2 separate regions of the Mus musculus genome follow, and region 2 is linked to region 1. Evidence: chromatin contacts called from public Hi-C data. All regions are on one chromosome and are shown on one strand. The core of a region is the stretch at or near the end of the contact, and the rest is flanking DNA. Distances in the headings are between cores, read along the strand shown. Region 1 has its middle 21 kb from the start of Gm23440. Region 2 overlaps Fnip2 (folliculin interacting protein 2).

The links. A called contact is a pair of places that touch in the nucleus more often than the background predicts.
Region 2: a Hi-C map of the N1E-115 cell line shows a contact between it and region 1, with 6 times the contacts expected there. The contact joins two enhancer-like sites. A contact is called at or near these places in 1 of 15 datasets of contacts at CTCF or cohesin (large pre-B cells), 5 of 484 Hi-C or Micro-C datasets (the HPC-7 cell line, the N1E-115 cell line, cerebellum and 2 more) and 2 of 115 datasets of contacts at active chromatin or transcription factors (astrocytes and cardiomyocytes).

Annotation. Positions count from the first base shown.
Region 1 is chr3:78,957,839-78,960,579 of GRCm38.p6, reverse strand. No RefSeq gene overlaps it. Among named protein-coding and RNA genes, the nearest start is that of Gm23440, 21 kb to the left of the region's middle. Within about 2 kb of position 1,324, at least 6 of the 459 cell types and tissues checked have an H3K27ac peak or open chromatin away from gene starts, as enhancers often do. A contact at or near this core is called in the N1E-115 cell line, where this site is marked.
Region 2 is chr3:79,517,830-79,520,570 of GRCm38.p6, reverse strand. Fnip2 (folliculin interacting protein 2) reads left to right here. Exons shown (of 17, transcript NM_001162999.2): 2 at 2,380-2,506. Among named protein-coding and RNA genes, the nearest start is that of Gm36442, 7.1 kb to the right of the region's middle. Within about 2 kb of position 1,365, at least 118 of the 459 cell types and tissues checked have an H3K27ac peak or open chromatin away from gene starts, as enhancers often do. A contact at or near this core is called in the N1E-115 cell line, where this site is marked.

The sequences.
Region 1 (2,741 bases), core at 75-2,574:
GGAAGACTGTTTCTCCCACTCCAAGTGGTCCTTAGTTGTCTGTAGAACTTTGTGTAGGGTTGAGGTCTTCTGGGCTTTCCCCATCTACTTTGGCATTATCTGTTGATTTGGTTCTTGTTCAGCTCAGGGTTAGGCAGCCATATTGATGGATTTTATGGGCAGAGCTTCTGCCATTCATTCCTAGGAGACACCACTCAGAGAAAACTCTCTGGTCTCACAATCTCTCTGCTAGTTCTTCCAAAATATCCCTGAGCCTCCACTGTGAGCTGTTTGTTTCTGCTCGTTGTGATGGTCCACTGATAGGATACGCTGAAGAGGCAGAGGCAGGAGGATTCTAAGTGGATGGGTTCCTAAAAGAAGTGTTCTGGACAATTCTCTGGACAGGCAAAATGTTCTGTCTTCTTTCCCCATCTGCATTCAAGTACTCATAAATTATTTTTGGTTTTTGTATATCACTTTTCCTGGGAGACATGAACTGATGATGGGTAAGGAACAGATGATATATCAAAATATGGATACTACCAAAGTCCAGCTTGGTGAGCCAGTGGGTTTTATTTATGTTAGTTATAGGAATATGGGTAAAGGGTTATTTATAGGAGCAGAAATGATGTAAACAAAGCTGCATCTAGCCCAGCCCAGCATGAGTGACCACTCACAAAAGCTAGAAACCTGGGGAACACTGATCATCTTACAGGCAGCTCAACAGGCTGGGGAGTGTCTCTTTTAGGCAGATAAACTGATCTGAGCCTCTTTCCAGGCAGCTCAGGTTCTCCGAGAGTGTCTCTCAACAATCCTTACTGCTTATGAGAGACCTGCCAGTGAATCTGTTCAGTTTCAGGAACTTCCTGGAAGTCTTTACCTTATTTACTTCTTGGATCAAGAAGCTTATCTGCAGGACAGAATGTTTCTCTCCCTTGAAAGCATCTCATATCTTAAGAAGCTTTCCTCCAAGATGTAGGGTTTTTTCCTCAGAGGACACTGCTATACAACATTGGTTAAGAAAATATAATTTTGTTTTTAGTGGGCTCAAGTGTAAACTAGAGTTTCATTTGCTACCATCTCTTTAATTCACACTGCATTGGCAAAACCAGTATGTATTTATTGGTCTGTTAATGTTGGCATTAGTCATGCTTGCTGGTTGTACTCTTCAGATGGCTAGGATAAAGATAAGTAATAATTTTGCTTTTCTGTAATAATGGTTTCTGTAACAATGCGGTCTTACTTGAGGCTTGACTTTATGATCTATTATGATGCAGAATATATGAGCTCTCAGACTTCCAGTCCCTTGTTGTAAAAAACAGCATCCCAGAGTACAGATGTGAGTTAAGTGTCTGTAGAATGTGTTTACTTTTATGTCTTTGGCTATGTGTGTGTTTGTACATCTCTGTGCTTGCTTGTATTAATGGGTATTGTTTGTTTCTTGCACACAGATACATATAAATATATGTTAGTTGTGTAGAATTGTTGTGTAAGTGATGTAGATTTGGCATGCATGTGCATGGTGTTTCTCTGTGATGTCAGGTTTGAAAATCCATGGTTGCTGGCTAAGCACTTTGCACAGAAAGGTAAAGACTACCCTCTAGTGTTCAACAGGAGACATTGCCCTGCCTCAGCAATGTCTGAATTGCCTTAAATAAAGTTGACTCCAGGGATGCTGGGTTGTTCCCCCCATCTACAAGACCATGTGTCCAGGCCTGTTCTTGAGATGCACAAGAGGACATTGGTTTCTGGAGTTTAGTATTTGTGAAACAGCGAAGGCTCAATGAACAGGAAGCTGTTTGATGGTGTGGAGTACAAGTAATGATAACAAAACAAACAAACAAACAAACAACAAACACCACTCCCCCCCAACCCAAACAAACAAACCTCTCATACATTCTGGGACTGATGCAGGGTCACTTAGGAGCTGAAGGGACAGGGAGAGGGCGAGTCACACTAAGTTTCTATGAGACAAGTCAGGGGCAAGGTTGTAGAAACATTTTTTTTCTGCAGTATATAAACTAATCCCTGGTCTTTACAGTTGCATTTCCCTGTGTCCAAGAAGGAGGCTCTGTAGTGTATGATTGTCTTATGGCCCTGCCTGGGCAGGGCTGGGGTTCATTGCTTCTTGAGCATATGGGAGCTGATAATGTCAGGAACTGAGCCCAACTAATTATGTACTCTGTAATGTGATTCTCTAAATACAAGATGGGTGCCACTTATCCATTTACAAGATGAGAAAACTGAGTCCCAAAAAGCTGCATAACCCACCCAAGTTCACAAATTTGAGACATTTGAAGGTCAAAACAGCTTCCTTATTCACTACTAGCAATTTCAGAGTAAAGACATGCAAGCAAGGGCAGGGAGCTTGCTTGTAATTTATCACAGTGGAACAAAAGTACCAGGGCCTTAAGAAAACATGTCAAAGTCTTAGTAAGTGTGTAAAACCCAACCTTTTCAATAAGTGATTGCCTTAGGGTTTTAGTGCTATGAACAGACACCATGTTCAAGGCAACTCTTATAAGGACAACATTTAATTGGGGCTGGCTTACAGGTTCAGAGATTCAGTCCATTATTATCAGGGCTGGAGTATGGCAGTGTCCAGGCAGGCTTGACACAGGTGGATCAGAGAGTTCTACGTCTTGTTACAAAGGCAAACAGGAGAAGACTGGCTTTAGGAAGCTGGGATGAGGGTCTTAAAGCCCACACCCACAGGGTCACACCTACTCCAATGAGGTCACACCTCCAAATAGTGCCACTCC
Region 2 (2,741 bases), core at 116-2,615, 560 kb before region 1:
ACTCAGGAACTAAGAGCAGTCAGTGCTCTTAACCACTGAGCCATCTGTCCAACTCCGCAGCCTTTGTGGCTTTAACATACATTTCAGTGGGAAGTTTTCTTGTTTTGGGTTTGTTTTGTTTTGTTTTTGAGACAGGGTCTCTCTATGATGTAGCCCTGGCTGTCCTAGAGGTCACTGTGTAGACCAGGATGGCCTGGAACTCACAGACATCTGCCAGCCTCTGTGTTGGCATATACGCCGCACCCAGCCAGAACGAGTTTTAATGGCCTTGTATACATTTAAAATTCGGCAGTGTAGGTCCTAGTCATCAGACCTGGTTTTGACAGACATCTCTACAGGAATATTGCATTCATATAGGGATAGCTGGGCTGAGCGCTAGCAGGCTCTTCTCATTCTACTGCACTTCTTCTTTTCTGCACAGTAACTTGGTCGCTCCTGGGGTCATGATGTGTAGGCTTGGCTGTAAGTGTGGGGTGGCTTCCGCCTGTCCGTCAGCTTGGGGTCATGTGGCATGTCTCATCGGTCACACCTTGAACACTGGCTGCCTCTGGCCTAAGGGCAGAGGAAAATAGTTTCCAAAATAAACTTTGCCATTGTGCAAAGGACGCCAGGCACGACATGGACAACACACTGGTGATAGAAGGAACGACTAGAATTTACTTTCTTTCTTCTTTGCGTCTGAGGTTTAAGAGAATAAATCTGCTGCCTTCAGTTAATTTGAAGTTAACGTGCTTCATATTAACTACCATTGCTTGAACCGGGGAAGGACCAAAGGCACTCAGCTTCTCACAGAAACTGGCCTTCTCAGTCCTGGGAGGGAGCGCACGCATAGCTTCTGGAGCTTGTGTGTATGGCAAGCTTGGGTGAAGCCCTTTACGTATTCTACTTAATCCACAAAGCAAGTTTGTGAGGTCAGCAGTTGTACATTGATAATCCAGTGGCAAAGTGGAAGGGGAAAGCCTTGGGGTTTGAATCCGGCTGTCCCTGACTGTATTCACAGGGTCTACTGTGAAGGTTTTCAGTGTTCTCTCCTTTATCCGCCTGTCCATTTCTCACCCATCGCTTCCGTGTCCTCCCTGGATCCTATAGCAGAGTCCTCCTGAGTAGTTGGCAGCCTTCTGCTTCAGGTGCGTCTTTTAGACTCTGCTCTAAGCTGTCTCTTCTCTACCTCTGCGGCTGTCACTGCAGCCTGTAGCAGGCAGCGTGAGGGGCCTGGCTCTCTGTGCAGTCCACTCCCATGGGTCTGCTTTTCTTAGGGCAGTCAGCTATCTGATCTTATCAACCATCTGCTTTCCTTGGCTGCTCTTTGTGTTCAGAGTTTATCCTGTCTGGGCCTGCTTCGGTCCCATCCCCCAGCTCGCTGACCTCATAGGGCAGCTCTCCCTGCCTTTCCTCCCTCCCTTTCCTGTGCTGCACTCTGCTGCTTCGTGGTGTTCACGTCAACTGGTCGGTCACTCTTCACGTCTGGTTTAAAAGTTGATTTAAGTCCTCAGTGACTTCTGTGCCTCTCTCCTTAAATCTCGCTGTTTTGGAGTCTAGGTCTTGCTGTGTAACCAGGATGGTCTGCTTCTGCAGCCTTAGACTCCTGAGGACTGAGCTTATAGACGTCAGTCACTATGCCAGGCTCTGAGACTCTTTTGTATCCTTTAGTTTCCCTTTTGACCTTCAGACAGTTTGTAGTTATATATTTATATGTAAGTATTAGGTTAGTAATATCCCTATTAAGCCTTGAACTTCATGAGGGCAGGTTTGATTAATTATTGATTCCCTTGCACCTGCTACAGAGCCTTGAATACAATGCAGACTAAATTTGTGTTGAATGGATTGCCAAGGCTGTGCTGAAAGCACACTCTGTAAATAGTTCTCTAGTTCCTGCTTTCCGATCGAATTCTTTACTGCAACATACACCTGTATTTTCTTCTTAACATCCTTTGCTTGGGAGCAAACTGTGTTTCCCTTTTTGCTAAGCATCATGGCTAGCAAATGCGTTTGGTCTCAGCGCCACAGTATCAAGCCAGACGTGCTAGGGGTAACCTTACACTGTGGAACGGCTGCCAGCTCCCCCTGAGGGGATGGCTGCCACAGAGGCACAGGCGCTCCTTTAACTGGGGTGCTCTCCCCAGAACCCAGGCATCCCACTTAGCCCTCTCTTGTGTGTCCTTGCAACTTCTTTCTGCCATTTGATTTCAAACTGACTACAGAAGGCAGTGCTTTCTCTCCAGCGATTTATTATTAGGGCAGCCTCGCCACCGTTGGCACAAGAATTGTCAGCATTTGTGCAGCCAGTTTCCGAGCACGCTGGCTGGGAATTGTATTTATTTGCCATGGTCACACCAAGCGTTGCAGATAATCCAGCTTCTCTCTCTTTTGAATCCACAGTTGGTCGTGTTCGGAGTTTGGCTTGAGTGACATCCGCCTGCTAGTTTACCAGGACTGTGAGAGGAGAGGCAGACAAGTCATGTTTGACTCCAGAGCCGTTCAGAAGATGGAAGAGGCAGCAGCTCAGGTGTGAAATGCTGATTGGCTTTCAAACCTCTCTGATCTGTTGTGTGCTGCCTGCAGGGATGCAGAAGGGGCAAGCAGAGATGCACCACAGCAGGCAGGCCTGTGTCTGCGGACACAACGGAAACTTAACAAGCAATTATGGCAGGCCAACAGTGGACCATTGACATTGAGAAAGATACATTTGCTGGCGATTGTAATCTAGCAGGATTTTGTAAGCGTCAAGCATAGTAAGAAAA